Linked DNA regions of Sus scrofa: region 2 is linked to region 1. The links are chromatin contacts, called in public Hi-C maps. All regions are on one chromosome and are shown on one strand. Each heading gives the region's core, a stretch centred on a gene start, on an enhancer-like site or on the middle of the called end of the contact. The rest is flanking DNA. Distances are from core to core; before and after follow the strand shown.

Region 1 (2,700 bases), core at 192-2,691:
CTCCCATAGCCCATCCCCACCCCCATGTCCATGGCTCTTTCATTGTATACTCAGCTCAGAAGCCCTTCCAGCATTGTTTGCAAGTGTCATTTGGTGGGACCAAAATGATTTTGTCGTGAAGAGAACAAGGAGGGGCACAATGGAACATTCTAGGCAATAGAACATTGATTACCAGAGCCCCTCAGATGCTGGGCCGGCATAGGGAGCCCCTCCACACATACACCTCATGTCCTCTCCCATCTTACTTGAGAGTTTTTGCTCTTGGAACCTTTTCCAATTTCCTGAACCATCAGAGTCCCCCGCTCCCAACTCTTGGGTTCCAGGCCCATGAGAGGCCATGGAGGCCACAGGACAGGAGCCCAGGGTCCAGTGGGAGATCCCTGGTCTGAGACAGGATATCTTCCCACTGTCCTGCCCACACACACCACATCTCGGTCCAGAGTCTCTGTCCTTTAGCGACCCAGTCTCCCCATCTCTACCAGAGCCATCGCCCCCAGCCCCATCCTCCCACCAGGACTGGGAAAAGCTTCAAAAGGAGCCACCTTGTCCACACGATGCTTAGTGTTACCAAGAGACAGGAAGAGCTCTCATCCCTGAGTTCTGAGAACTCACTTGTAACATGTGCTGCCCTGTGCATGAGATGAGTCACTGTGTCTCCAGTCTGCCCCCCTACCCCCCTCCCACCTCCCACTGAGATTAGTTTTCCCTTTACTGGCTAAATGGATAAATGTGGAACCTTGCTGGAATATGATATGTGATACAAAGCATCCAGGGCCTCAGAAGGGCCCGATGAGCTTTAATCCGCCCTATTATCCTTTAGAAATGGTCATTGAACTGGAAGCTTAGATTTAGAGGCAGGGAAGTGGAGAAAATTCCTTGGCGCCTCTAGGGAAAGACAGGGCAAGAAGAGCCTGTTATGCTAAAAGGATGTCAGCTGTTCTTTGCTGCTCCAAAGCAGAGTAGAAAGAGGTCTTCTAATCCCCACCCCAAGGCCCCCAAAGAACACTTGACCGGACCCAAGAGGTGCCAGTCTACCCCCAAAAGGGAACTTACCTGTGCACACCGGGTCCTGGCCAGGTTGGGAGGTGCTGGGCCGTGGGGCGTGTGGCGGCTGCACACCCAGCCACCCCGACTGGCATCTAAGAGCCTATTTTTAGGGTCAGATCTGCTGACGCTGACCTTGTGTGCTGCCCGGTCTGAGCAGAGACCTGTGGCATCTGCTTGCAAAACGATTCGCTGGTGTGACCTGAAACCCTTGACTCTGGGAGTTCTGTACCCGGAGCCCACACGCCTGTTCCTGGCTCAGCCACGGAGGCAGGACATGCAGCCACCCGGGTGGGGACAGGCAGGGGTATTTCCCAGCTTTGTTTCCTCAGGATCGACAAGACCAGGTGCCTGCGGGGCCCTGCCTGGAGCCCTGTCCTGGAACAGCTGGAACCGGGAAGGTTTGCCTGCTGGCACAGAGCCCATGGGAAGGTCGAGGGCACACAGCCTGGGGAATTCTCCACTCCAGTCTTTTCTGGGAGTTTGGGGAGCCATCTCCAGAGAGTGGATAGACTAAATACCGCATTGCACGGTGATTAATGAAGCACCTCCGCCTTCCAGAGAAACTCTGGAAACTTGGGTTCGTTGACGTTGTGCCACTTCCTGAGACCTCTGGCAAGTGTCCATCCCATCTGGGCTTCAGCAGGGAAAATAATCACAATGCTGCCCTCATGTTGTTATGAGCATTAAATGAGACAAAGTTACCTGTGTAGCATAGTTACCTGCACATGCTAAATACTTAAAAAATTCTGGATTGAGTTAGGATGCCAAAAATATCCCCAATTCAGCAGTCATCCCCTGATTTCTCTTCTTGATGGTTCCTTTTCTCAACCTCCCTCCTCTTTGGCTCCAGCCTTCTTTGCTCCAGGACCCCCACCACCCCCACACCTAGTGTGGTCCTTTCTCATAGGGCTGAAGGGTGTAATCCTGTCCAGGCTCTTCTAGTTTTCTAGTAAGATCTTTCCAGGTCTTCCTACACTTCCTTATAGTGAATGACGTGGTTTTCCATCCTTCTGCATCCTGTCACCCTCTTTGGGCATCCTTCCATGTGGGATCACCAGTCTCCCCACATCCTTCACTTTATAGCATCTTCTTATATTGGGATCATTATATTGTCCCCTGCAATTTTGTATTCAACAAACCAAAGATCTTCCTCACAATTTGCATGTTTATCTACTGCCGGTTTTATTTAGAGCAATTATTTCTGCTAATAGTTTTCATGGTGAAACCGCTAAAAAGACTTTGCTTTTATTGATTTCTTGGTGCAGACCGTATTCACAAGGCAGAGGCTCAGGATCTAAGTGTACAAGGAGGTCCAAATGTCAGGGTCCAAATGTCCCTGCTGTCAAGTGCTGTAGTCAGAACAGCAGGATCAAAGGCTTTTCTGCAATTATCCCAAGAACCAAAAGAGATGCTGGAGCTGACAAAGACTAAAGAAAGATTTCCGGCTGGGAGCCTTGGGTGGGGCTGGGGGGCTGGTCCCAACCCCAGCCCAAGTCAGAGTTGCTGCCAAAGATGTAAGTTTAGTGGGGGTGGGGATCAGATATCTAGACATCTGATACTCATCATTGGTAATTACTAGAGAAATGCAGATAAAAACTACAGTGAGGTACCACCTCGCACTGGTGAGAAAGACCACCATTAAATCTACAAATA
Region 2 (2,700 bases), core at 23-2,522, 36 kb after region 1:
TGAGTTAAAGTAGAGATCCAGGGTGCAGAGGAGGTGGTTGGTTTCAAGGATGAATGATCGGAAAAGTTCCTCAGGTCTTGGTGGGCCACAAACTAGATGGGAACTGTACTGTTGAATGAGCTTTTGGATTATAGAGCCTAAGGAAAGTTTACTGAGTTATAGGGTCAGAGAAATGTGGAGAGGAGCATGGAGGGCCTCCTCTAAAGGGTGCCCATACGGTTGGTGGGAGAAGGTTCGAACAATGGTTCTGTTATGAAGATGGCTGGTTTTTCAAAAGAGAAGGCTAAAATTCGCCATGTATGTCCAAAGGGAGAAGGGAGGTGGATGTTGCCCTAGACTTTCTGAAGAGCCAAAGGGCAGTCATCAGAAAGATTTTGGAGTGGGAGGGAGCTTCTTCTGCCTATAAGGGCTTTTGTCCCCACAGCAGAAACAGAGAAAGGTCTATATCTGTCCTTCTGCTAGAGCTAGTTATGGGCTGAAGAAGTGAGGTCTCTTGCCCTTTCCAAGATGACTTCATGAAGGCTTGATGGGGCTGAAAGGGGTAAGAGCTGCAATTGGGAATGTCCCAGCTGCACTTGGCCTTGAGTCCAGCTTGAGGGTAAAGGCCACACCAGGGCATTCCATGGAAGCAATGCAAACTCACATTCAACCCCAGAACCTATCCCCACCCCTATTGGAGTCACTGAAGTCTGCCTTGCACCACCCAGGGAAGCAAGGCCAAGAAGGGGCTGGAGCCTAAGTGGCAAGTAGTTTGGGACTTGATTTATGCCAATGCTAGGCCTTGGTTGGGGACTTCCCTCAGGGTGGGGTAGTAAAGTGAGAGGAGCATAGGTTCTAAAGTTAGGTTTGAGTGGGAGTACTGGCTTTGGCACATATTAACTGCCCAACCTCAGGCAAGTTTCTTGGCCCTTCTTTGTTGTAATACCCTATAGAGGTGGCACAAGGAGCAAGTGAGATATTTATACGGCATTTGGCATAGGGACTGTCAGAGAGCAGAGGCAGTATATGATAACAATGATGACTGCAGGTTAGCTCTTGGAGAGGAACTGGCTTCCTCCAAAGGAATTAGGGTATAAATTCCTCTTGTCTCCGAACCCTATTACCACCCCCATAGGCCTCGCCCCATCTCCACTAGCCCCTCATCTCCCACTTTGGCTCTGGGCCTGACATGCGCTCCTGTGTTTCCCTGCTGCGGTTCCACGCCTCCGCCCTTCCCTGGCGCACAGCTTGAGCCCCGTGTCCCTTCCGGTTTTGGCCCCGCCCCGCAGGCAGGGCTCCTCCTCCCCCGGTAGGGCCCCGCCTCCAGAAGCAGTTCCGGTTCGGATTCGAGCGGCTGCCGGCGCGGCTGAGAGGTGGGCCGGAGCGATGCCAGCGCGCAGCCGCTACCGCCCCCGCCTCCATTCCGGCTCCCCTCCCCGAGCCCCGCCCCCGCCGCTCGAGGCGTTTTACTCCGGCGAGGCCCGGAGGGCGCCGGACTCCGACAACGGCTGGTACGCCGACTCGGAGGTGGGTCCGGGGAACCTGACTCGGGCCGCGGAGGTGAGCGGGAGCTGAGGCGGAGAGGGGAGTTTGGGGGGCGCCTGCAGCCAAGGGTGAGTGGGGAATCGGGGTTGGAGCCGGGGGCTGCCGTGGACAGGGATCCCGAGGGGCCCCGAGAGGCGGTTGAGGGAGCTTGGAGAGTCAGCTCTAGAATGGAATCTGAGGGAAATGGAGGTTGTTGAGCCGAGGCCCGGAGTGGTTAACACCCGAGCCTGGGTGTTAAGTAGAGGCCGAGGGGCGAGTGAGAGGGAGTGGGAAGCTGAGGGAGAGGTGCCCTTGAAGAGTTGGGGGCTTGGAGGTTTTCGAAAGCCGGGTGGCGAGGGGCGAATACGCAAGGGGTCCCGCAGGAACGTGGGACGGGAGGAAGAGATGCTCTGGGATTTGGCCAGTGGGGGCCGAGGGATGAGAGGAGCAGGAGCAGGACCAGGGTCGATGTTGCCACCTGGCCAGGGAGAGGGAAATGGCTTGGGACTGACGAGATCGCGCACCGAAGGGGGTTCTGGTCATTAGAGGAAGGATTTAGGTTTGAAGAGGAAGGGGCTATCGGGTGGCCTTAAAGACCAGAAAAAGAGAAATGGGCTCAAGAAAGAAAAGGAGCCCTTGGGAGCCCTAATTTAGGATTTTGGCATTTTCACAGGCGTCTTTTAAAGCATGGGAATCACTAGGGTAATATAATTGGTTAATGGGGTTTTCTCATCTGTGGACAGTGAATCCTTTTTTAAGAATATGAAGTGGGAGGGGTGGTGTTAAAAACACTGATTTGCCCACAGGACTAGGGGAAGTAGTGAAAAGGAAGTGAAGTTTGGAAAAGAGTGAAAGAGATTCTGAAAATAAAGATAAGCATTTGGGTTTCTTGTAACAGTAATAGTGTGATTTTCTTTGTATTTTAAAAAAAAATATATCTTAAATACTAGACAAGTGTAGATCTTTAAAAAAAGAATGAAAAGGCTTAAATTTGAAACAAGAATTTGGACGTTTCGATTTTACTGATACTCAGTATTGACTGGTTTCACTTTGGCAGCTTGAGTTGAGGCATATTTGCCACAGGGTAAAAATATAGTGAATGCAAATGTCTAGGTTGAAAAGGAACGTAAAACTATGTGTGAAATCACCACAGTTCAAGAGGCTACCAGATCTTTCTCTCACCCATAATGAGTTATC

The links. Hi-C and Micro-C count contacts between places; a contact is called where the count stands out from the background.
Region 2: a contact with region 1 is called in a Hi-C map of skeletal muscle, with 5 times the contacts expected there. The contact joins the promoter of SAMD8 here to the promoter of DUPD1 in region 1. A contact is called at or near these places in 1 of 47 Hi-C or Micro-C datasets (skeletal muscle) and 1 of 2 datasets of contacts at active chromatin or transcription factors (skeletal muscle).

Annotation. Positions count from the first base shown.
Region 1 is chr14:77,641,668-77,644,367 of Sscrofa11.1, forward strand. It overlaps DUPD1 (dual specificity phosphatase DUPD1), which reads right to left and starts at 1,442. Exons shown (of 4, transcript XM_001929033.5): 1 at 1,054-1,442. The coding sequence starts at 1,139.
Region 2 is chr14:77,678,015-77,680,714 of Sscrofa11.1, forward strand. It overlaps SAMD8 (sphingomyelin synthase-related protein 1), which reads left to right and starts at 1,273. Exons shown (of 6, transcript XM_005671120.3): 1 at 1,273-1,539. The coding sequence starts at 1,366.